3 separate regions of the Zea mays genome follow, and regions 1 and 2 are each linked to region 3. A link is a contact called in public Hi-C data. All regions are on one chromosome and are shown on one strand. The core of a region is the stretch at or near the end of the contact, and the rest is flanking DNA. Distances in the headings are between cores, read along the strand shown.

Region 1 (3,424 bases), core at 916-3,415, 350 kb before region 3:
AAACAGTGCTAAGATCCATCATCCGATTTATAATTGGAAAAAAAGCACGCTACCTGATCCCCGTGCGCGTCGTTGCCGCCACTCACACGATCCAGCGAAGCAATGCATGCCCTACGCTGCATGCTAGCTAGAGCATACACATGCATGCATGGAGCACGCATCATCTTGTTCTGCTGCCGATACGATGGAGCTCACGATCTGGTTCATGATCATGGCCTCCACGCGCTCGTCCACACCACGGGCTGCTCCTTCCACGCGAGGAACACCCCGGCCGCCGCGCCGTCGTCCGCGCCTGGCTCGCGCAAGGTCCATCCCTCCCGGTACCGGCGCAGCAGCGACCGCATGTCGTCGGCCACGTCGTCGCTGAATGCCACGGGAGAGAAGCCGGCAGACCGCATGCGGCGCGCCCACGACGCCCCCGTCTCCCGCCTCTCGACGGATTCGGACGCCGGGCAGGCCACGAGGTCCACAATGGCACGCCCCGCCGCCCTCTCCAGGGCGAGCCTCTCGTTGCTCGCCTTGGGGAAGCTCTCCTCGAGGGAGTCCATGTACGCCGAGAAGAAGCGGAGGCCCTCGGTGAACACCTTCATGAACGCCGCCTCCGCGTCGGCTTCCCCGGCCGACGACGACGACGGCTCGGACGCCGCCACGAGGTCGGCGTCCTCCTCCACGACGGTGACCACGCGCGGCTCGAGGCGGCGGAGCGAGGCGACGAACGCGTCGCGCCGCCGCGCGCCCCCCGGCGCGACCCCGCGCAGCGCGTTGACGCAGTTGATCGCGAGCGCCGTGGCGGCGCCGCCCTCGCGGAGGCCGAGGCCGAGGCCGTCGAGGTCGAGCCCCGCGAGGTCCCCCGCGTGGTGCACGGCGCGGAAGCTGAAGGGCACGCCCATGAGGCGCGCGAACTTCTCGAGGCGCTGCGCGATCTCCCGCATCACGCGCTGCGCGGCCGCGGACGACGGCACGCCGGCGGTGGGCACCACGGTGGTGATGGACAGGTGGGGCGTGTCGTCCGACGACCTCGTGGCCAGCGCCTCCAGCAGCGTCGGCCACTGCGTGCAGAAGGTGTTGCTGAGGTCCAGGATGTGCAGCCGCGGCGGGTGCTGCGAGGAGGAGGACGAGGAGGCGGCCGCCGCCGCCGCCGCGTCCAGGAACGACTCGAGTATGGCCCCGTTGGCGGCCACGTGGCCGAAGGACGCCCAGGGGCTGAGCTCCTGGAACCTGAGCGCGGTGCGGCGCGTGGAGTCGAAGGACGTGTTCCGGTCCGACGCGGCGGCGAGCGTGCGCAGCGTGCGCGGGCCGGAGGTGGTGAGGCGCGCGAAGAGGCCCTGGAGGAAGTAGGACGCCAGCTTCTGGTCCACGTCCCCGTACGGCGACGCCAGCTCGTTGAGCATCCACATGAGCTGCTGCACGCGCTGGCTGTCGCGGGCGGCCACGGCGCGCGCGCACTCCAGCAGCAGCTGCGCGGCCCACCTCCCGGCGCCGCCGCCGCCCGAGGACGAGGCGGCGGCGCCGGAGGACGAGGCGGGGGAGCTGAAGTCGAGGTCGATGTCCACCTGCGGGAACGAGAAGTCGGCCGCCTCGAACAGGGCGCCGGCGCCGGCGCCGGACGACGTGGACGCGGGCGGGGGCTGGGGCTGGGCGTGCGGTGGCGTGGGAGACGACGAGGGCGGGGCGCGCGAGGACGACTGGAAGTGGCGGGACCGGGACGAGGACGAGGAGGAGAAGTCTTCATCCATGTAAAAGCCGTGGTCGTTGCCGCATTCTTCTTGGTACGGCGGCGGCGGCGGCGGCTGGTGGTGGTCGTAGTAGTAGTAGCCGGCGCTGCCGCTGCCGCTGCCTGCGGGGTCGTAGTAGTAGCTGGCGCTGCTGTAGTGGGAGTGGGGGTGGGAAGAGTGGTAGTGGTGGTTGTGGGTGTGGTAGGAGGAGGGAGAGGAGCGTGAGCCGGTGGAGGTGTCGTTGCTGCGGGACGTGGAGCGGGAGCTGTAGGGGGACTGGTGGTGGTGGTGCTGGTCCGGCGAGGAGGACGCTGCTGCTGCTGCTGCCTGTTGGTGATGTTGTTGGTGATGTTGGTGGAGGCTAACCAATCTAAACAGTGTGTCCATCTAACCCACCGGAGCCAGCAACAACAACAACATGCATACGGTGCAAATGGGCTTGTGCTGTTGTTGCTACCTACATAAACACAACCATGGTGGTCACCTCGTGGGTTATATAACATGTGTGCAAAGAGGATGCATGCATGGCGAGACCACCACAACGCTTTTCTTTTCTTTTCTTTTTTTTTTACTATCGCGCGCCATGCTCCCTTGCTGCCATTGGATAGACAAGGTAGAAATTTGGGTGCTTTTTGTGCGATCGATGTGCTCCCTCGCTTATCCTGCCTTTAGTTCGCGTCTTGATCAGCTTTGCCGGAAAATAAAGGTATGTAGGTCTAAAGTGGACGTGCGTGACAGTCGGATTGTGTGCACCGCAGGCAGGCGGGCGGATACCGACGAGTGGATGCATTTCAAATTTCTCCTGGCCCCAGCCGTGTCTTTATCCCACCACCGTTATTGCATTTGGCGCAGAATATATATTACTCCCTCCGTTTCTTTTTATTAGTCGCTGGATAGTGCAAAATTAGTGCAATTTTGCATTATCCAGCGACTAATAAAAAGAAACGGAGGGAGTACTACTATATACCCAGGCACGATTAGAGCTGTCACCGGGGAAATTACGGTGGTTATTATATTATTTAACGACAGCTGATTATGGGTACGAGTACGACCAAACCAAACCACACGGGGTGAAAAGCCACAGGGGGTTCATTTGCGCTGGGGGTGGTCAACCTGCTTCACTTCACTGGCCTGCTCCACTATCGCTAGCTCACCGCTGTTTTGTAACTGTAAACGAGTATGCCATCTGTGCTTGAGTCCAGATTTGAGCCCAAGCAAAGCGCTAGTAGCTGCTTGGGGAAGGGACCTGAGAGAGGAGAGTCACCGAGACCGAGTCAGTGGCGTGAGAGCATGGAATGCAACAGGCCAACAGCTGTGGGGAGTAAGTATGGGCTAGCTAATCGCAAATTACACACCATGTTGGTTATATTGACTGTACGTGTGGACCAAAGCAATGTGAGAACCACTCAAAAAATTTAGCACCCAAAACTGCGCTTTCAAAGTTAATGGAGCTAGGTGGCACACTAATAGGCACTACCGGAATCTGGGTCTTTGCCGAGTGCTCGGCGCTTTGCCGAGTGTTTTTTGTCGGACACTCGGCAAATTCCTGCTCTCCCCTATCATCTTCTCACTCCTCAATTTTTTTTTGATTTGTGGATTGGATGAGTTGATCTATCAGCTTTGGGTCTTTTTAAACACTATAGTTTTTATATAAAGTTTGTCTTAATCTGGTTTAGTGTTAAAAAATATTTTTTACAAAACAAATGAAA
Region 2 (3,494 bases), core at 441-2,940, 440 kb before region 3:
CCTGCTACGTCAACTTCCAAGGCTGGTAAAGGGAAGACACGGGAACCAGAGCCCACTGAGCGGCAAGGAGATGGGTCAGTCTCGGTGGCTAATCCAAAGAAAGAATCTAGACCAGTTTTTGAAGATAACATTGTTCTGGGCGTAGCCCTTGAGGGTTCCAGGAGGACACTGCCTATTGAAGAAGGAAATCCTCATCTATCACTATCTGAGACTGAGGTGGACACCGAAGAGGCGGCTTCATCACCGAAGGATAAGATAGGCCAAAGCCCAAAACTTTGAGGTCCAGAAAAAAAGCCGTTCAGAGGAATCTCGATAGGTCATCCGAGTTCAAACTGTATCCTTGTGAAGATTTGTCACCAAGCCTACCTTTTTTGTGCGCTTGTGCAAATACAATGCCACCACACATCAGTGTTGTATGCTTAAGGGGTAAATTCACACTGACGATTATTCAGGGAACATTACCTGTCAGTCGTATTGCTACAGGCTTGTAAAGAAGCAAGTGCTTCAATAGGCATTTTGTAAAGATTATATTATTGCTCATTTAAGTGGCTTCTTGCATATGCATCGGCAATTCAGCATGCGCCGTTGCAACTGTCATCTCGGTTTCCAGGTTTGGCTTACGTTAGTTTTGTTTCCAATGCCATCTGCTGCGAGCTGAAATATCATCGTCTCTTTTCCTTTTTTTTTTTTTACAAAAGACACGCTAAGTCGTGGAGACGGTGAATTCTTCCGGATGGCGTCTCATCTTGCAGACGACTAAAACGGAATACCGCGATTATCGAAAAGGAAACGGAATACCGCGCGGCGCTGAATGTACCTATCGTTGCGATGAGAATAACATCAATAAAAATGACGCAAAAGCTTATAGGTGAGACGCTCGTAGGTTTTCATTTATGCTTAAATATAGAGTATAAAATATAAAGGTACATACATTCTACTGGCTAGATGATGTGAATGCGGGTCTAGAACTAATAAATATGGTTTGAATCATCATTTATGTATAATTTTAATTTTTTATTATTTAAATGTGGAGAGCATGAAGAGATGATGAAACGAAGAAAAGGGGAAGGGGTGACAGCACAACAACCGCGGTGAGTAGAGTAGCGAAGGAAAGGGAGATTGTCAACTTTCAACTGCTATAAGGTTGTCTCCAGCAGTTTTTGTATCCCACATATTTTAAACTCTAATATATAAACAGTGCACTTTATAACATAAAGTAGTGTTTTGCACGATCTACTGGAGACAGACTAACGGTATTATAACCTCGTTGTCAACATATCTGTATATTTATGTCAACTTATGCAACCATACATTTAGAGCCATCCAAGTCGTATCCAAGACGTATCAGCATTGGAACACATTGATTTTTAAACTTCTAAATTGAGTTTACCTCTCCAAAATCCTCTGGCCGCAAACGATAATCTCTACTATTATAAATCAAAATCCTCTGGCGGCAAACAATAATCTCTACTACTATAACTCACCAGTTTTCACGGTTCCACCGTCGTCGCGCGTCAACACTTTAAAAACCCCTTATATTTCTTTGTACCGAACTCGTCTCCCTTAATTTAACTAATCGCCCCCTTAATCTCGCGGGCTTATATGAAAGCAACCCACCGCACGCACATCCTCATCGCCAACGAGCCACTTCACGCGTCTAGCGAACGTGCACCCGACAACTCTTAAGGCCTGCTCGTCCCCCGTTCGACTAGGCAATAGAGACGAGATCCGCTCCTGGCCAGCGACGAGAAGGATCGCCAGAGGGAAAGCGAGGAGAGACACCACATCTCAGTAAGTCCGGACCCCCATAGAAAGACACCGGACCCTTATATACATATAAGTCCGGAGCCTCCGGGTAGGTCCGAACTCCAGCAGGGTCCCAGAACGAGGAGGACTCTGGTGTGTGCAGGGGTCCGGTACTGACACGTATGCGGGCTTTGCTCTCCACTTCCCGCTCAGGTGGAGACCCGCTGCTTGTGGCCCATGGCATAAGCCACCGGGCAGAACCTGACGAGAAGTCGTGCAGCCCCTGCATTTATTGAAGAAAAGACGTGCCGCCTGCCACTGCGCTGACAGGCGACGTGCCCCCTCAACATTTAATGCGACCCGTCCCATCCGCTGGCAGGCGGCGTCAAGGTCATCCAGCGGACAGCGCGCCTGCTGGGTCTACTGGTGAACAGTACACCTGTGCTGAGCGGCGCGCTATACTCATCCTCTCTTCCGCAAGAAGCCTCCTCGGTACGCCTAGGATACGCAGATCTCGGGCAGAGAAGATTGTCTCGACAACAGATATCAGAGGATCCAAGCACTATATTCTTTATGTACCTGGGCCCACATGTCGGGGCCCAGTCCCTTTGTGCATGCCCCCCTTCAGCTATAAAAGGGGAGGCATGCGACGTTACACACACGCAATCTCAGACTCGCTAGCTCTTACAAGCCCTCAAGCAATACATCTCACAGTAGAGTAAGGTATTACGCTCCGGCGGCCCGAACCACTCTAAACCCTCGCGAGCTCTCGTGTGTTGATCCACCAGTCTCGTAGCAAGCAAAACGCTTAGGCCCCTCCTCTCTTTAGGATTTAGGGTGGGTGCAATCCGCCACCCGGCTGGGGAGATTTCCTCTCCGACATTTGTCTCGCCAGGTAGGGGCCAAGCTTCAAGTTTTTGCTTGTTTCCTCGCTCAGCATGATGGTGCGAATCATCGAGCACCGCGCCGAAACTTCGGAGGATTTTGTGATGGAGCAAGAGGTTGCATCCTCCGCGCCACGAGTGCCCGACCGCCCCGACTCTGGGACTGCTGCCGTGCACGCCGTGCAGCAGCACACGCCAGCGCAGGTGTCCCGAACTCCGTCGAGGGCAGCGCCTACGGCGCTGTCTGCGGCCAGAGAGTTGCTACGCCACCCCCTAGCTCCACGACATCACCGGGGGCCATGAAGCAGTGGCGCGACGATGTCGACCGGCTGCTCGGCATGGCACATTCTACTTCGACCAGGTCGAGGCCTCTGTCATCCCGGCGCCAACGCGAGGCGACGACATCTGTGCGCTCGCCTTCCGTAAGGGGTGCACAGACCGACAACCTCCGGGCGGAGCTCAACCGTAGGCGTACGGGAGAAGACGCCTGGGTCTCTTTGGAAAGGGCGCGTGAGCGCCGAGAGAACATTGAGGGTCGCAACCTCGACCGAGATTTCGCTGCGGAGGCACCGCAGACACCAGTGGGCGCCCGATCCCAAACGGGTGTCCCCTTGGCCGGCGTGGGCTGCGCCGCCCTTGCAGACCATCTTCGCACGGCGTCGTGGCCGCCCAAGTTCCGGCCACACCTGCCGGAAAAATACGATGGGACAACGAACCCATCGGAGTTCCTGCAAATATATGTCACCGCCATCACGGCAACAGGTGGAAACACCGCTGTAATGGCGACATATTTTCATGTCGCCCTGTCTGGACCTGCCCGGACTTGGCTCATGAACCTCGCCCCAGGATCAATCTACTCCTGGG
Region 3 (3,177 bases), core at 640-3,139:
AAGCTGTGAAAAAAAAAAACACAAGCTACATCAATGCATGGATCGGAGCGAAGGTGTTTCAGTTTATTAGAGAAGCATACAAAAGTTACACACAGCTAGCTTGTTTGGATAACAAGACAAGAACCACATTAATCCCTCCCTCCCCGCTGCCCTCTTTAATTAGGCTCCTTCGGTAGCGCCGGAAGAATGATATTTTACCATGCAGGCGCGCAGATAAGAATTACACATACGTTACAGCTAGTCCACTCGCAACAAAGATTACAGCTCCTTGCCATGTGTCGACCACCAATTAGGACAGGCGTCTGAGATTAACGTACGTGCGTGAGATTAACGAGAGAACCGAAGAAAAGAGGGGGGTGTGAAACCAAACACGATGCCAAGTTTCCTACACGGCCTGATCTGACGGGTGCAAGGAGTGAATCTGAATCTAGAATTCATTTGGGTTGCGGACGAGCCTGGCTCAATGGTAAGACGCTCGGGTGTAGTGTTACCCTAATATCCTCTCTAGCAGCTTATCTATACATATACTCATATTCAAATTACACTATATAAACAGCGCAATCTGCTATATAAAACAATGCAAAACAGTGTTTGTAGTGACCATATAGGTGCAATGTACAGTAGTCCACCCGTATGGTCACAAAAACACCTTTTGCATATAATATCTTACAATATTTGTCTTAACTCATAAAAATGGCTCCAACCGTTCTTATTTTACATATTTTTTATTAAAAAAATATAAAACACACCATGAAGTGACTCAAATGTATTCCACTTCAAATCAATGTCATATCTTCGTTTTCTATTTCATTCTCAACAATTTCTTTATATTAACTATTGGAACTCAATTTATTTTAGTGCCCTTAACACTTTAAAATGATGTGCTCAATCCGTTTCAATTTATAATTCATTTTATTTTTTACCTCGAGTTTGACCAGCTCGTCGTATTGGAAAAAAAATTATAATTATTATTAGCTTTTAATGTGGTATCGTTTAGCATATAATATATTGTAGATATGTCTTTGAATTTTTCATATTTATAAAAAAACTAAATAAGACAAGGCAGCCAAAATTAGTAAAGAAAAGTGAAACGAATTCTAAATTAGGACAGATGGAGCAATATTTTTAATTTGTAGGACACTATTTTAAAGCATCTTGTTGGAGATGCTAGAAATTAGACAAAAACTAACTTGTTTATACTCAATCCAGTTTTCGAAAGCCAGATTCTTAAAAAAAACTCGAGGGTTCCGTCCTTAGCTTTGGATCTGTTTTTTTCCCCGTAAATTGGACGTGGTCGAGCTGTCGCTGCAGCACAAGGGGCGGAGTGCGTCGCAATCAGCGGGCATTAGGGGCGAGCACGAATCCACGGCACGCTGAGTCAGACGCACCGGGGCTGCCCGACACGCGAATCCACGCACCCGTCTCTGTCCCATCCGCAGCCCCACCCCACGGAAAAGCAAGCAGGCCCATCCAGCCGCAGGCATGCGGGGGCAGCAGAAGCGGCAAACCGCGCGCCCGCCCACGACGCGACGCGACGAGCGGCGGACGGGGCGAACGCGCGGCGCCCCGGAACGCGTGGTGGAACCGTTCCGCACACCCTAGGGCCAGGAGGAGGACGCGATCCGACGGCCCGCGGGTGCCCGACCGGCCGCGGAGACACGGAGCCGCCCCCCGCGCACCCGAGGACCTTGGAACTTCCTCGCACGACACACACACACCCTCACCGCACCGCACCACCTGGCGGGGCCCGCCTCTCTGTCTGACCCCGGTCCAAGCCTCTGGTTACCTAACCTAACCAACCATGGTTGCTCGTGCAGCTCCAGCACTCTCCAGGGGCCTATATATCTCCTTCCCCGGCAGCGAACCAGCCGTTCTCTTCGTTCCGTCTCGCAGTGGTAGCACCGCAGCAGAGAGAAGAGAGATCTTCTAGCCTAGTAGTAGCATCTACTTACTAGTGAGTGAGTAGGAGTACTTGGCTAGGACGGGGGGGCCGTGACGACGGTAGCAGCATGAGCTGCAACGGGTGCCGGGTGCTGCGCAAAGGCTGCAGCGAGGCCTGCGTGCTGCGCCCCTGCCTCCAGTGGATCGACGCCGCCGAGGCGCAGGGCCACGCCACCGTGTTCGTCGCCAAGTTCTTCGGCCGCGCGGGCCTGCTCTCCTTCATCTCCGCTGTCCCGGACGCGCAGCGGCCCGGTACGCTTCCGTCCCGTCCCGTCCCCATGCATGAACTATCACACACCGACCATGATCCCTAGCTAGCTTATTATTGCTTACCAGGCTTACTGTGGTCCATGGCACCTCCTCGCAGCCCTGTTCCAGTCGCTGCTGTACGAGGCGGCGGGGCGGACCATCAACCCGGTGCACGGCGCGGTGGGGCTGCTGGGCACGGGGAACTGGCACCTCTGCCAGGCCGCCGTCGACACCGTGCTGCGGGGCGGCGCCATCGGCCCGCTGCCGGAGCTTGGCGCCGGGACGGGCCACCTGTACGGGCCCCCCGCCGCCACCGACAAGCGCGCCGGCGGCTGGTCCACCTTCTCCACGGCGAAGCGGGCGCGGAAGGCCGCCGCCGGTGCCGGGGCGCCGCCCGCGGCGGAGGCGGCGGCGTACTGCGACCTAGGGCTGTGCCTCAGCAGCAGCCCCGGGTCCCCGCCGGCGACGGCGGACGGGAGGAGGGCCCCCCTCCTGCGGCCCGGCACGCCGTCCATGAGCTCGGACGAGTCCGTCACGACCACGGCCGGCGGCGACAGGGAGCCCGTGCTGCTCAACCTTTTTGCCTGATGAAGCCGCCGGTCGACGACGCAGGCCAAACCAAACCAAACCACACGCGCAGCGGCTCTCTTGATTGGCCGCCGTGTGATGTGATGTTTTGTCTGGACGATCTGTCCCGGCGGCCAGGCGTTTTCTCTCGTCGCCGGCGACGGCAAGGCCGTTTTTCATTCGTTTCTGGCTGCGGCCTTAGATTTTATTTTTGGTTGCGTAGTAGCGGTAGTAGAAAAGAAACTACCAGTAGCAGCCGGAGCCGGCCTCGAAGCCCCGTTTGCGTGTGGGCGAAGATGAGACTATGAGAGCGCCGGTGGCCACCCCACCAAAGTATAACTGTTTTTTCCCCCTGTTCTTTTTTTCCCCTTCTCTCCTTTATTGAACAATTACTATAATATAAATAAAATACTATAGCAC

The links. A called contact is a pair of places that touch in the nucleus more often than the background predicts.
Region 1: a Hi-C map of ear shows a contact between it and region 3, with 2.0 times the contacts expected there. The contact joins the promoter of LOC103636850 here to the promoter of LOC100193187 in region 3. A contact is called at or near these places in 2 of 25 Hi-C or Micro-C datasets (ear and tassel).
Region 2: a contact with region 3 is called in a Hi-C map of bundle sheath, with 2.6 times the contacts expected there. The contact joins the enhancer-like site here to the promoter of LOC100193187 in region 3. A contact is called at or near these places in 2 of 25 Hi-C or Micro-C datasets (bundle sheath and ear).

Annotation. Positions count from the first base shown.
Region 1 is chr1:78,215,572-78,218,995 of Zm-B73-REFERENCE-NAM-5.0, reverse strand. LOC103636850 (protein SHORT-ROOT 2-like) reads right to left here and starts at 2,165. Exons shown (of 1, transcript NM_001323339.1): 1 at 150-2,165. The coding sequence starts at 2,102. The coding sequence ends at 210.
Region 2 is chr1:78,304,612-78,308,105 of Zm-B73-REFERENCE-NAM-5.0, reverse strand. LOC103636860 (mechanosensitive ion channel protein 2, chloroplastic) reads left to right here. Exons shown (of 15, transcript XM_008659179.3): 15 at 1-597. The coding sequence ends at 279. Among protein-coding and RNA genes, the nearest start is that of LOC103636860, 24 kb to the left of the region's middle. Within about 2 kb of position 1,690, at least 8 of the 20 cell types and tissues checked have an H3K27ac peak or open chromatin away from gene starts, as enhancers often do. A contact at or near this core is called in bundle sheath, where this site is marked.
Region 3 is chr1:77,867,307-77,870,483 of Zm-B73-REFERENCE-NAM-5.0, reverse strand. LOC100193187 reads left to right here and starts at 1,889. Exons shown (of 2, transcript NM_001138342.1): 1 at 1,889-2,193; 2 at 2,260-3,177. The coding sequence starts at 2,010. The coding sequence ends at 3,065.